Regions from separate parts of the Mus musculus genome. Here region 1 is linked to region 2. The links are chromatin contacts, called in public Hi-C maps. All regions are on one chromosome and are shown on one strand. Each heading gives the region's core, a stretch centred on a gene start, on an enhancer-like site or on the middle of the called end of the contact. The rest is flanking DNA. Distances are from core to core; before and after follow the strand shown. Region 1 has its middle 23 kb from the start of Gm40228. Region 2 has its middle 37 kb from the start of Skint11.

The links. Hi-C and Micro-C count contacts between places; a contact is called where the count stands out from the background.
Region 1: a Hi-C map of the STO cell line shows a contact between it and region 2, with 37 times the contacts expected there. The contact joins two enhancer-like sites. A contact is called at or near these places in 7 of 484 Hi-C or Micro-C datasets (the G1E-ER4 cell line, the HPC-7 cell line, the STO cell line and 3 more).

The regions. Positions count from the first base shown.
Region 1 is chr4:114,366,739-114,372,420 of GRCm38.p6, forward strand. No RefSeq gene overlaps it. Among named protein-coding and RNA genes, the nearest start is that of Gm40228, 23 kb to the left of the region's middle. Within about 2 kb of position 1,318, at least 15 of the 459 cell types and tissues checked have an H3K27ac peak or open chromatin away from gene starts, as enhancers often do. A contact at or near this core is called in the STO cell line, where this site is marked.
Region 2 is chr4:114,123,742-114,129,895 of GRCm38.p6, forward strand. No RefSeq gene overlaps it. Among named protein-coding and RNA genes, the nearest start is that of Skint11, 37 kb to the right of the region's middle. Within about 2 kb of position 4,865, at least 1 of the 459 cell types and tissues checked has an H3K27ac peak or open chromatin away from gene starts, as enhancers often do. A contact at or near this core is called in the STO cell line, where this site is marked.

The DNA of each region.
Region 1 (5,682 bases), core at 68-2,567, 240 kb after region 2:
TATAGGGGCTGAGTTTGTGAGGGTAGGACCTGCATCACTCACTGAAGCATCCTTAACAAATGCTGCATATGGTCCACGTAGATGCACACAGAAATAACTAATGGCTGGCAAAGAGTGGAAGAAATGGCTTAGGCAGAGAAGAAATAGAAAGGAACTAGCAAGTAGAGCCCTATTGTGCCTGCCACTTGCCAGGTTGTTTACATGGATGATCAGGTTAGGTCCCCAGCTCCCCAGAACGGGCTGTATAGTGTTAGAGAGTTATAGTGTTAGAGAGATGTATAATGGTCTTTCCCTTTTACAGATGAGGAAATGGGGCTCATAGAGGATCCACTAGGCAGAAATAAGCATCAGGAAGAAAGCAGCCCTGTGGTTCCCATCCATGATTCCGCATCCCATTTGTGGATATGCAAGGCTCCTTTCATCCTCCTGGGCTATTTCCAACTGGCCTAGGGATATTTGGCTGGAACCCCAGGAGCCAGAGGGCAGCCCCTCCCCACCTACTGGGCTACCCCAGCCCAGCTGTGCAAACAGACTCCAACTGAGCTGTTCCACTGAGGGTTCGGGGGAGGAAGTAAAAGGTCTGACAGGTTAGGGTGAGCTGGGTTTTCTGAGAATAATTCCAACTCCAAGGTAGCATAAAATACATTCTTCCTATGGCCAGGAGAGGAGCTATGGCCCTGACAGCAAGTCAGCCAATGATCTGACAATGATAACTGTTCACCACCTGCCCCTGCTCCAGGTTTCCTGGGACCTTGCTTGATCTGCTATGCACTGACCTGGCAACACAAATCCAAGCCTTGCATATGTGATATCAGAGATTATGATGGCTACCACTGCAGCACAATGTCTATGAGTGTCACTGACAGGAGAGAATGCCTGAGGACCTCACTGGCCTATGCTTCCAACCTGATCACATCTTTTCCCTCCATTTTCTTTGTGCCCAGGAGTCACCCTTCTGCACCACTAGCTTCCTCACCCCTTTCCCTGTTAATAGGCCCAAATGCAAGGCAGATATTGCCGTAGGATCCTAGCAAAGGTGATACAGAAGTCCCCAACACCAGAGTGGGTGCTGGAGGCCAGCCTGCAGAGATCACTTGCAGGGTACCACTGCCTAACACTCACAATCAGTACTTCCCAGCATACATTTCCTTTGCTGAGTGATTTTATTTTCTGAAGGACCACATAATCCCCATGTAGGAACAACTGACCACAAAGGCCAGCAACCAGCCGCAAAGGCCGCTGTGTTCACACTAACACAAACATAAGCTGCTACCCCCCAGCCAGCACCATGAGGAGCACGCGCTCAGCATCCGCACTTGGCTCTCAGACAAGCCGACACAGCCTTGCACATACCACCCAGGAAGTCGGGAATCCACCCTGCCCAAGGGCTGACACCAGCATAAAGGGAAGCATAACCTTGTCAGGGGGAAGCCTTCTCTCCTCAAAGGCTGCTTAAAAGCTTACCACTTGGAGATCAGACCCTGAGAGTCAGGGGAGCAGTGTGTCTTGGCAGGAGGGGACTTCCCAGCTCAGAAAAATCTGCCTTGTTCCTCCTATGAATTAAATGTCAGTCTGAATTAAATGACTTAAATGAATTAAATGACTTAAATGTCAGTCTGTAGCCAGTGTGATCCAGATTCTGGATTTCTCAAAGATTTCATCAACCCCTTTATAGACATGCCCACCTACTATGTGCACGATCCTTTCCACGAGGAAACATGGGGTAGCAAAGTAAGTAATGTCTGGAGTCCTGCTTGTCACCTCAGTATCAAAGCCTGATAAGGATTACACAAACATTTCTTCCCCATGTAAGGCATATTCAGTTTCTGTAATAGATATGAACACTGGGACCCAAATCATATTGATTTCCAATATTTCCAACAAATAGTTTTTGATGTCAGCTCTATCCCAGGAATATGAGAAAGTGGGACTAGGCTTGGATCCAGCAGTCTAAGTCTCCTCTGTACAGACCCCATCTCCTTTCCCAGTTTCTTCTCTCTCTCCTCTCTCAAGCAAACACTTTCCCTACTTACCATAAACAATACCCACTTCATGGTGTCCATCCCAGCCTCTGCATTTTTGTTCAGACTAAAAGCTTTTAATGCTCTCTTAATTCCAGCAGGAGTACCCATGGGTCCTTCCCGAAGACAGATCTGGAGGGCCCTGTGCCCTGTGATATAATAAAGATCAGGTGGCTTTTGCATCAAAGCCATTCTGGCTATGTGACCTTGAACACCTTGAACCTAAGTGTGCATGTATAAAAAGCATGTGAGTTATCTCCCACAGTTTGTGTGGAATAAGAGATGGCCTGGGGTTCACTCCCCTTCAAGCTTTCAATTCACACACACGGATTACATTGAAATCTATTTTCTTTATTTTCTTCTATAAGCTTTTCATGAATTTTTATGCCTCCTATATCTTAACCATACTAAAATCCAATTTAAAAAGCAGCAATTCAACACTCAGCCAACATATCAAGTCATTTTGAATTTCATTTCAAAGTGGTCCGTGAAATGTTCTGAAAAATCTCAGATTCCTAGGGAATAAGCCCATAACCCTCATGAGACCCCAGCTCAATTTTGCCTACAGCCTGTAGCCACACCCTTTCTATCTTTTGAGGCTTGGCTCCAAATTGAATGACAACTGTGGTGTTACCCTGTGTTTACTTTGAGCTCCTTAGGGATACAGGCTAGGGCTGACTCACTATGGAATTTAAAGAAGCATCAATATTCTTTAAATGAACTATGATCTGTTTTTGTGCTCCATCTCTAACCATTTGATCACCTGTGAAATAAGGACTCTGCATTAAGTGAAATTCATTCCCTCCAAAGCGGAGAGCCTTTGCTTCATCTTATCAGGAGACAAAAATGCCTTCTTTCCTCTCCTGAGATCCTTTCCACACAACTCTTCCTCCCTCAGGTGCCTTCCCAGGTTACAAGCATCCCTTTCCATTGCTAGCTAAGTACAGCCTCACACTTCCATGCAGGTAGGAGTTCCTCAGAAGGAACAATGTCCTGTGGTCCACAGCTGGAGGTCTTTAAGGACATTTGAATGGACCATCAGTCCCCCCTTGCGTGCACGCATACACACACACACACACACACACACACACACACACACACACCTTGGCCTTTCAAGCTCCAGGGTGACAAATCTAATCCTAGTCAGATAAGGAAGTTAAATTTTCTTGTGCACATTTGGCAAGGGGAAGACAGGAGGGTGGGGGAAGGCAGGATCTCACCTAGCCACAAAGCCCCTCTTATCTGCAAATTCTTTGAAGTAGGGGAGAGGGGCTCTCAGAGGCTGGGAACCAGGGGGCAGCTTTTTCTTACCACAGTTCCAACATATTTCAGTAGGAGAGACTACCAAGCCCTAGAAAACATTTGTCTCCAAGAGAAAAAAATCAGCCTCCTTCAAACCCCCAGATTGTTCCTGCCCATGAGTACAACATGGAAATAGAGGCTGAACACAATGCTTGCAGACTTCAGACCTGATGTGGAATGTAAGGCCTGTATTTGATGTTAGACTGAGCATAAGGGCCTGATGCACCTGTGAGCTTCCCAAATGTGGGAAATCACAACTTAATTTTCTCTCCCTGCCCAAGCAGCCCATCACAACACTAAACCCTCTGGTAAGTAGACTATGTCATCAACCTCAGAACTAGAACCTCTGCTCCTCCCACTGGCTCTGGTCTTTGTGATGACACAGAACTTCTTCGGCTGTGATTGCTCCAGAACAGCTCTGACAAGAATTAGAGGTGATGTCAAGTGCCCACAAAACTCAGTTCCTAAAGATTAATTTGTTATAGCTATATCATCAACCTGGGCTGCAGGTTGGTGATATGGAGTCCAGGATTATACCAGGTGAGATATGGTGTAGCTTGAACCAATCAGAAGCTAGGGCAGAAGAAATCAAATGGCCACTCAATGCGAGGATGTGGTAGATATTGGAGACCTGATAGAAAGTTGTGCTGGATGCTGGAGATTCAGTGCAAGGTCATGGTAGCTACAGAAGACTGATGGGATGACTGAGGCTGGATGTTGGGAACTGCTTGATGCTCATTCTGCCTGTTGAAATGGGAAAGGCTCACTTGGAGCATATGAGAGCAGGAGCTGCCATGCTAAGCAAGGACTTCTGATCCCTCTCTTGGGCTAAGAGTAGCTAAAAGAACAATGAAAATTCAAAAACAGAAAATAGGAACAGTTTTCCAGCTCCAAGACCTGTGCCTTCTTCTCCCCAGGCAAATGTGTACCTCTTCCCTAGTTCATCTCCAAGGCTGCTCTCAGCCTTGCTAATGAGGTCAGGGGTTGCCCTTGGTTCATTGGAGCCTATCCAACTCTATCCTACATCATCTACAACCTACACTAAATACATAGCTACAAGTGCAGCTGCTTGTCACACCAGTTTATACTGCTTGTGGCTGGTGCAGAGGCTGCATATCTAAATAGTAGGAGCCTGCCAACTATGTATAAATAGTAGAGGTCAGCCTTACTTTAGCCAGGAGACCAGCTTTGCCCTGACTCTGCCAGTGATTTACTTTTTTCTAGGGTAATTTTGAGCCAATCTATTTTTGCCTTCAAGATTTGATTTCACTGTTTAAGAAACACAGAAGAACTCTCAGGCATGATAAGCCCTAAAATCCTTCATGGTGATCAAGAAAGTCCCACTGGGTTTATTTGGTGGGGCTAAATCCCCTTTGGGACCATCAGAACAGACCATTGTCTTATTTCCCCCAGAGCACCTCCATTACTCTCCCTGCCTATCACCAGACTATTTCTGATTTCTGGGAACCAAGTGAAGAATGTGTTCAACTGCTTGGCCAAGTTAAGCCAAAGTCACCTTTGCTATTTAAAACCTCTCCCTACAGAGCAGCCTGTTGATGGAAGAAGTAAATCCCTACTCATTTCTGAGTTCACTTTGCAGTAGCTTAATCCCCCAAGATTAAGGACCCCCACCCCCACCCTTTCCAGCTTCCCCTTTCCTCTAGGTCCTCCCCAGAGGCCACTTTAGGCGGACTTTGGAATGCCTAGTCCCCCACCTCCAATGCCCTGGCTATGTAAGCACCCTCTCTGGGAACACTGGGCTAGCTGTTGTTTCCCAAAACTAATCTCTGTTGATTAGCCCAGTCTTTTCTACAGGGTCTAAGTCCTGCAGTATAGAAAGCTTATGCCATCCAGGTTAAGGACCCTAAGACTCAGGGTAGCCAGAGATGAGCTCAGCCAAGATTTGAGGTGAGAATGGAAGCTAAAACTAGTGGCCACACTTTTGAGTCCTAGGATACCAAGGTGTGAAGGTATGACTAGACCCTTGGAATTGAGTTGACATAAACCACAGTTGCAAAACTAAGAAAATGAGGTTTGGGGGGTTTGTTTGTTTGTTTTGTTTGTTTGTTTTGTTTGTTTTGTTTTTTGTTTGGTTGGTTGGTTGATTTTGTTTTTTTCCAAGACAGGGTTTCCCTGTGTTCCCCTGGCTGTCCTGGAGCTCACTCTGTAGACCAGGCTGGCCTCGAACTCAGAAATCTGCCTGCCTCTGCCTCCCAACTGCTGGGATTAAAGGCATGCACCACCATAGCCTGGCAAAAATGAGGTTTAAAGAAAGCAATATATCTTTCCAACTATCTCATATTTGGGGTAAAGCTTGGACTCAGACCTAGGTTTCAGTTGTTTTTTTACCACCTTCCAG
Region 2 (6,154 bases), core at 3,615-6,114:
GGTTGCAACCTGCATTAGCCTAAGACAGGGTCCTTGCCCACCTAGGACCTGAAAAGGCCTAGTTACTGCGGTGCTGGACGTGGGTGCACGCCACAAAAAGGCCTAAGACAGGTGCTTCACCGACCCTCTTTTCATGGCCACCCCTCAACTTTAGTAAAGAAAAAAGGGGGAGATATGAGAGACCAAACTGTGGGAAACTAGACCCTCAACTCTGACCCTGAAGATCAGGCTGACCCTTTGATGGGAATTATGTCACCCCCTCCTTCATGTCTCCATTTGGTGTCTGGGACTGCCAGCTTCACCCCCTCCTTCATGTCTCCACTTGGCACCTGGGACTGCTTAAATAAAGCCAGCTTCACCTCATCCTTCATGTCTCCATTTGGTGCCTGGGACTGTCTAGTTAGGGCTGAAACTCCAAGATAAACTGCAGGATGTTTGAAGGCTGCCTGGGACTGTTTTAGGGACGACATTCCAAGATAAGCTGTAAGATGTTTGAAGCCTGCAATCAGCATCTGCCCCAGATGTCCATCCCTTTCTCTGTATTTTATTATACCCCCTCAACCCCTCCCTATTTTTTCTCATTGTGTGCTTATAATCAGGCTCCCAGTCTCCATTAAACAGACCTTGGCAACCCTTTGCTTGGTCTTGCTTCCCTTTCTCCACCCATTTCTCTTATAGGCCTCTGTCCTCCTTGATCCATGTAATAACTAAGTCCTGCTAGACGGGACAAAATATACTACTTGAAGTTCTAGCCAGAGCAATTAGACAACAAAAGGATTGCAAAGGGACATACATTAGAAAGGAAGAAGTCAAAATATCTCTATATGCAGATATTTTAGTATACTTATGTGACCCCAAAAATTCTACCAGAGTACACCTAAACCAGATAAACAACTTCAGCAAAGTGGCTGAAAATTAACTTAAACAAATTCACTTAAACAAATTAAAATTAAATTAACTTAAACAAATCAGTATTCTTCCTCTACTCAAAGGATAAATGGGCTGCGAAAGAAATTAGGGAAATGACACACTTCACAATAGTCACAAACAATATAAAATATCTTGGTGAGATTCTAACCAAATAAGTGAAAATTTCACATGACAAGAACTTCAAGTCTCTGAAGAAAGAAATTATAGATCTGAGAAGATGGAAAGATCTCCCACGCTCATGGATTGGCAGGATTAATATAGTAAAATTGGCCATCTTACCGAAAGCAATCTACTGATTCATTGAAATCCCCATCAAAATTCCAACTTAATTCTTCATAGAGTTATAAAAAGTAATCGGCAAATACATCTGAAATAACAAAAAATCCAGGATAGCAAAAACTATTCTCAACAATAAGAGGATTTCTGGGGGAATCACCATCACTGACCTTAAGCTGTACTACAGAGCAATAGTGACAGAAACTGCATGGCATATTAGTTAGAGTTTTACTGCTGTGAACAGACTCCATAAACAAGGCAAGTCTTATAAAAAAAAAAACATTTAATTGGGGCTGGCTTACAGATTCAGAGGGTCAGTCTATTACCATCAAGGTGGGAGCATGGCAGCATCCAGGCAGGCATGGTGCAGGAGGAGCTAAGAGTTCTATGTCTTCATCCAAAGACTGCTAGTGGAAGACTGACTTCCAGGCAACTAGGGTGAGGATCTTATGCCACACCAACAGTGACACACCTATTCCAACCAGGTCACACCTATTCCAACAAGGCTACACCTCCAAATGGTGCCACTCCCTGGTCCAAGAATATTCAAACCATCACACATAGTATTGGTAGAGTGGCAGGCAGGTAGATCAATGAAATAAAATTGGAGACCCAAGCCAGGCAGTGGTAGTGCACTCCTTTTAATCCTAGCACTTGGGAGGCAGAGGCAGGTGGATTTCTGAGTTTAAGGCCAGCCTGGTCTACAGAGTGAGTTCCAGGACAGCCAGCACTACACAGAGAAACCCTGTCTCAAAAAATCCAAAAAAAAAAAAAAAAAAAAGAAAAAAGAATTGGAGACACAGAAATAAACCCACACACCTATGGTCATTTGATCTTTGACAAAGGATCTAAATTCATCCAGTGGGACAAACACAATAATTAAAAAAAAAAATGTTGCTGGTTCAACTGGTGGTCAACAAGTAGGATGCAAATCAATCCTTCTTAGTATGGTGGCTCCCTTTCTCTTATGCTTCAAGTCAGACTTTCCTATTTCAACAGACAGGATGGCCAACCACCAGTTCCCAATATCCAGTATCAGTCATCCCATCAGTCTTCTGTGTCTACCTTGACTGTGCATTTAATCTCTAGCCTCCAGCATGAATTTTTATCATTCTCCAATATCTAGCTCGACCACTCATTGAGTGGCCCTTTGACTTGCTCTGGCTTAGCTTCTGATTGGTTCAAGCTACATCATATCTCAACTGCTATAATACTGGCCTATTCATCTCCAACCTGCAGTCTGTTTTTGCTTTCGTGGTGATATTTCTATAACAAATAAATCTTTAGGAACTGAATTTAGATCCCTATGCCTGATATCATGACTAATTCTTGTCGGGGGGGGGGGGTTCTAGACCAATAACAGTCAATGAAAATCTGTGTTATGACAAAGACCAGAGCTGGGACCAGTAGGAAAAACAGAGGGAAGAGGTTCCGGTTCTGAGGTTGATGACATAATCTACTTACCACAGTTTAGTGTTATAATGCACTGTTTGGGGCAGGGAGAGAAAGATAAATAGTGATTACCCACATCTTGGGAAGCATCCAGATAAATGCACCAGGCCCTCTGCTAAGTCAGACATCATAGAGAGTGTTGAGAGATCAAATACAGGCCTCAGATTCCACATCAGGTCTGAAGTCTGCAAGCATTGAGCCCAGCCTTTATTTCTATGTTGAATTCTTGGGCAGGAACACTGTGAGAGTTTGAAGGAGGCTGATTTTTCTTTGTCTTCTTTAGAGCCAAATATTTTCTGCAGCAAGGTAGTCTCTCCTACTGAAATAAATGTGTTGGAACTATAGTAAATAAATAAATAAATAAATAAATAAATAAATAAATAAATAAATAAATAAATAAATAAATAAATACAAGCTGACCTCTGGTTCCCAGCTACTGAGAGCCCTTCTCCCCTACTTCAAAGAATTTGCAGATAAGAGGGCCTTTGTGGCTAGGTGAGTTCTTGTGCTCCTGCACCCTCCTGTTTTTCCCTTGCCAAATATGCACAAGAATATTTAGCTTCCTTTTCTTTCTAGTGTTACATTGTTACCCTAGAGCTTGAAAGGCCAAAGTGTGTGTGTGTGTGTGTGTGTGTGTGTGTGTGTGTAGGGGAGGGAACTGATAGTCCATCCAAATGTCCTTAAGGGCCTCCGGCTGTGGATCACAGGACCCTGTTCTTTCTGAGAAACTCCTACCTGCATGGAAGTGTGAGGCTCTTCTTGGCTAGCGATGAAAAGGGATGCTTGTAACCTTGGAAGGCAGATGAGGGAGGAAGAGTTGGGTGGAAAGGATCTCAGAAGAGGAAAGAAGGCATGTTTTTCTCCTGACTAAATGAGGCAAAGGCTCTCTGTTTTGGAGGGAATGAATTTTCTTTAATGCCGAGTCCTTATTTCACAGGTAATGAGTGTTTGATCAGATGGTTAGAGAGATGGAGAACTGAAAGAGTTAATTTAAAGATGTATTGGTGTTCCTTTAAATTCCATAGTGAATCGGACCTAGCCTGTATCCCTAATGAGCTCACAGTAAACAAATGCTGACACTATAGTTGTCATTCAATTTGGAGCCAAGCTTCAAACAGATGGAAAGGGTGTGACTAGAGGCTGTAGACAAAATCAAGCTGGGGTCTCATGAGGGTTATGGGCTTATTCCCTAGGAATCTCAGATTTTCAGAACATTTCATGGACCATTTACAAATGAAATTTAAAATGACTTGATATGTTGGCTGAGTGTTGAATTCCTGCTTTTTAAATTCTATTTTAATATGGTTAAGAGATAGGAAGCATGGGGCTGACCCTGTGCTACAGCTATCTGGACCCCAGTCCTGCCCCACACCCCAGTCCTTCCAGGAAAGAGCTGGTCTTCTGGGAGTGCTAACACTCCAAAGATCACAGAAGTGCTGACACACCTAAGAGGACCATGGGTTCACGGGCTCATTGAAGTGACAAGCTCCAGTTACAGAAAGCAAAGCCAGCTATTGAGATGCCAAATCTTGTAAATTCAGACTCCATTTTAGAGAAGCCGACCTAAGTTTGAACTCAGGTAAACTAACAATCTAGTACCTAGCATTAATTTCCAAGCTGCCCCCAAACAAAACCCAAGCTTAGCTCCAGTCTCTAGCTAATCCCCAACATGACCAGTGTTTCCAGGTTAAACCCTCAAGACCAGGTTAATCCCTCAACAAACCTACACCCCCAGGTTACAAGCCCACTCCCTGCCTAATGAGTACCATTGCAGAGGGGAGCAGAAATTAAGTTAATGATATGAGTCCCAGCACCAGACAATTATGTTGAAGGCCACAGTAACTTTCCAATTAGAAAGTTAGTATGCTTTCCAATTAGTATGTTTGTACACATACTCCCTGCTTTCCGCTTACTCTAAAGCTTTGTCCCAATAAACATTTGGAGCTCCTCCACCACCAAAACCATAGTGCATGAAGGTGTTGCTTTGCAGGAGGAGCAAGCTAACTTGAATAGAATAAAGACCCTGCTGTGGATTGCATCAGATTGGATCCTATATGTATTTTGAGGGATCAGTAACATTTCCCTGGCAAAATATTTTGGAGCATTGGCCGAGAACTTCCCCATGACACACAAGACTGACTACCTCTCTCTGGCGGGAGGCGTGTTGAAGCCAGCAAAACTAGTTTAGGTATTTGTGTTTTTATGTTTGTAATAATGAGCACTGAATTCGAGCTTTCTGTGTGAGATCTGCAGAGCAGAAAGGAAGCAAGCTAGTGTAGAAGTAAATGTGGAACCCTTCCAACTGTGCTAAGATGGGTTATTTGTGTGGAACCTGGTAGCTTGTGTTGCCATGGTAAATCTAGGTTTGAGCAGTGCTGTGGAATCTGTCTGAGTGTCAGAAGTTTTCTATGTGGTCTGAGTAGGTGAGTGTTTGCACAGTGGTGCAAAAGCTTGTGCTTTGTGTAGCAGCTAATTTATCTGAATGCTGGAAACTTTCTGTGAGGTCTACAGATCTTAAAGAAAACTAGTGTAAAGAAAAATGATTTAAGTTGCCATGGTGATTTTTCCAGGTCTGAGTAAACATTTGTACTGAGGGTTATGTGTCTGTGAGCGCCACCGTCTGGTTGATTCTTGTTACTACAGGCTGTATTTTTTTCTGATGATGTCTTTTCTATTCACTGATTCTAAATGGAGTCACTTCCTTCTGGGTACAAGGCCTTGAATTTGTTTATGTGGCCAGTTGTGTTTAGGATAGATGTATCTGGAAGCCATGGCTATGGCGGGACCAGGAGACCTGAGTCTCGTTTTGGGGTGGGAGTAGGCTCAGGGAAGCCAAGAGATGCCCACCAATCTGGTTCTTTATTTGTGGGTGTGCACCACTTTCTTTTTACTTCTCATTTCTGCCTGACAGAGAGACAAGGTTGCACTTGTGTTTTGGGTCTCACAGAGAGGTCCTTTTCATGAGTGCTGTTTTCTGGTTGTTTCTTGTTTCTGCAACAGACAGGGAAGGTTTTGTGTTTCTGTATGTTGTGTTTGTGTTTCTCATTACGAGGGGACGTTGACAAGATGATTTTGAAGAGATGACTTTGACAGGTAACTTTGACGAGATGACTTTGATGAAGTGACTGTGACTTTGGCGGATATATTAACATGAGGCAGGCTAAGTCTACCACATTCTATAGGTTCCCTCACCACAAAAAACGGCCAGGAAGCTGGTTCCTGGCCCTACAGGAAACCCCTCCCCCAATATGCTTGCTTTATGTTGATCACCTAGATTGGGATTTTAACACCAATGAAGATAAGAGGAGGCTCTTGATCTACTGTCAGACTCTGCTGGCAAGTCTCAAGTTGGCCAAAAGATGGTCCACAAATTTGGCCATAGTGTATGATATTAGACAGCAAACGCCTTTTTAGGGAGGGTCATGGAGGCATTTTGACATTACACACCCATGGATCTTGAATTATGAGAAGCAAAGAAAGCAGTCATTCTAGATTT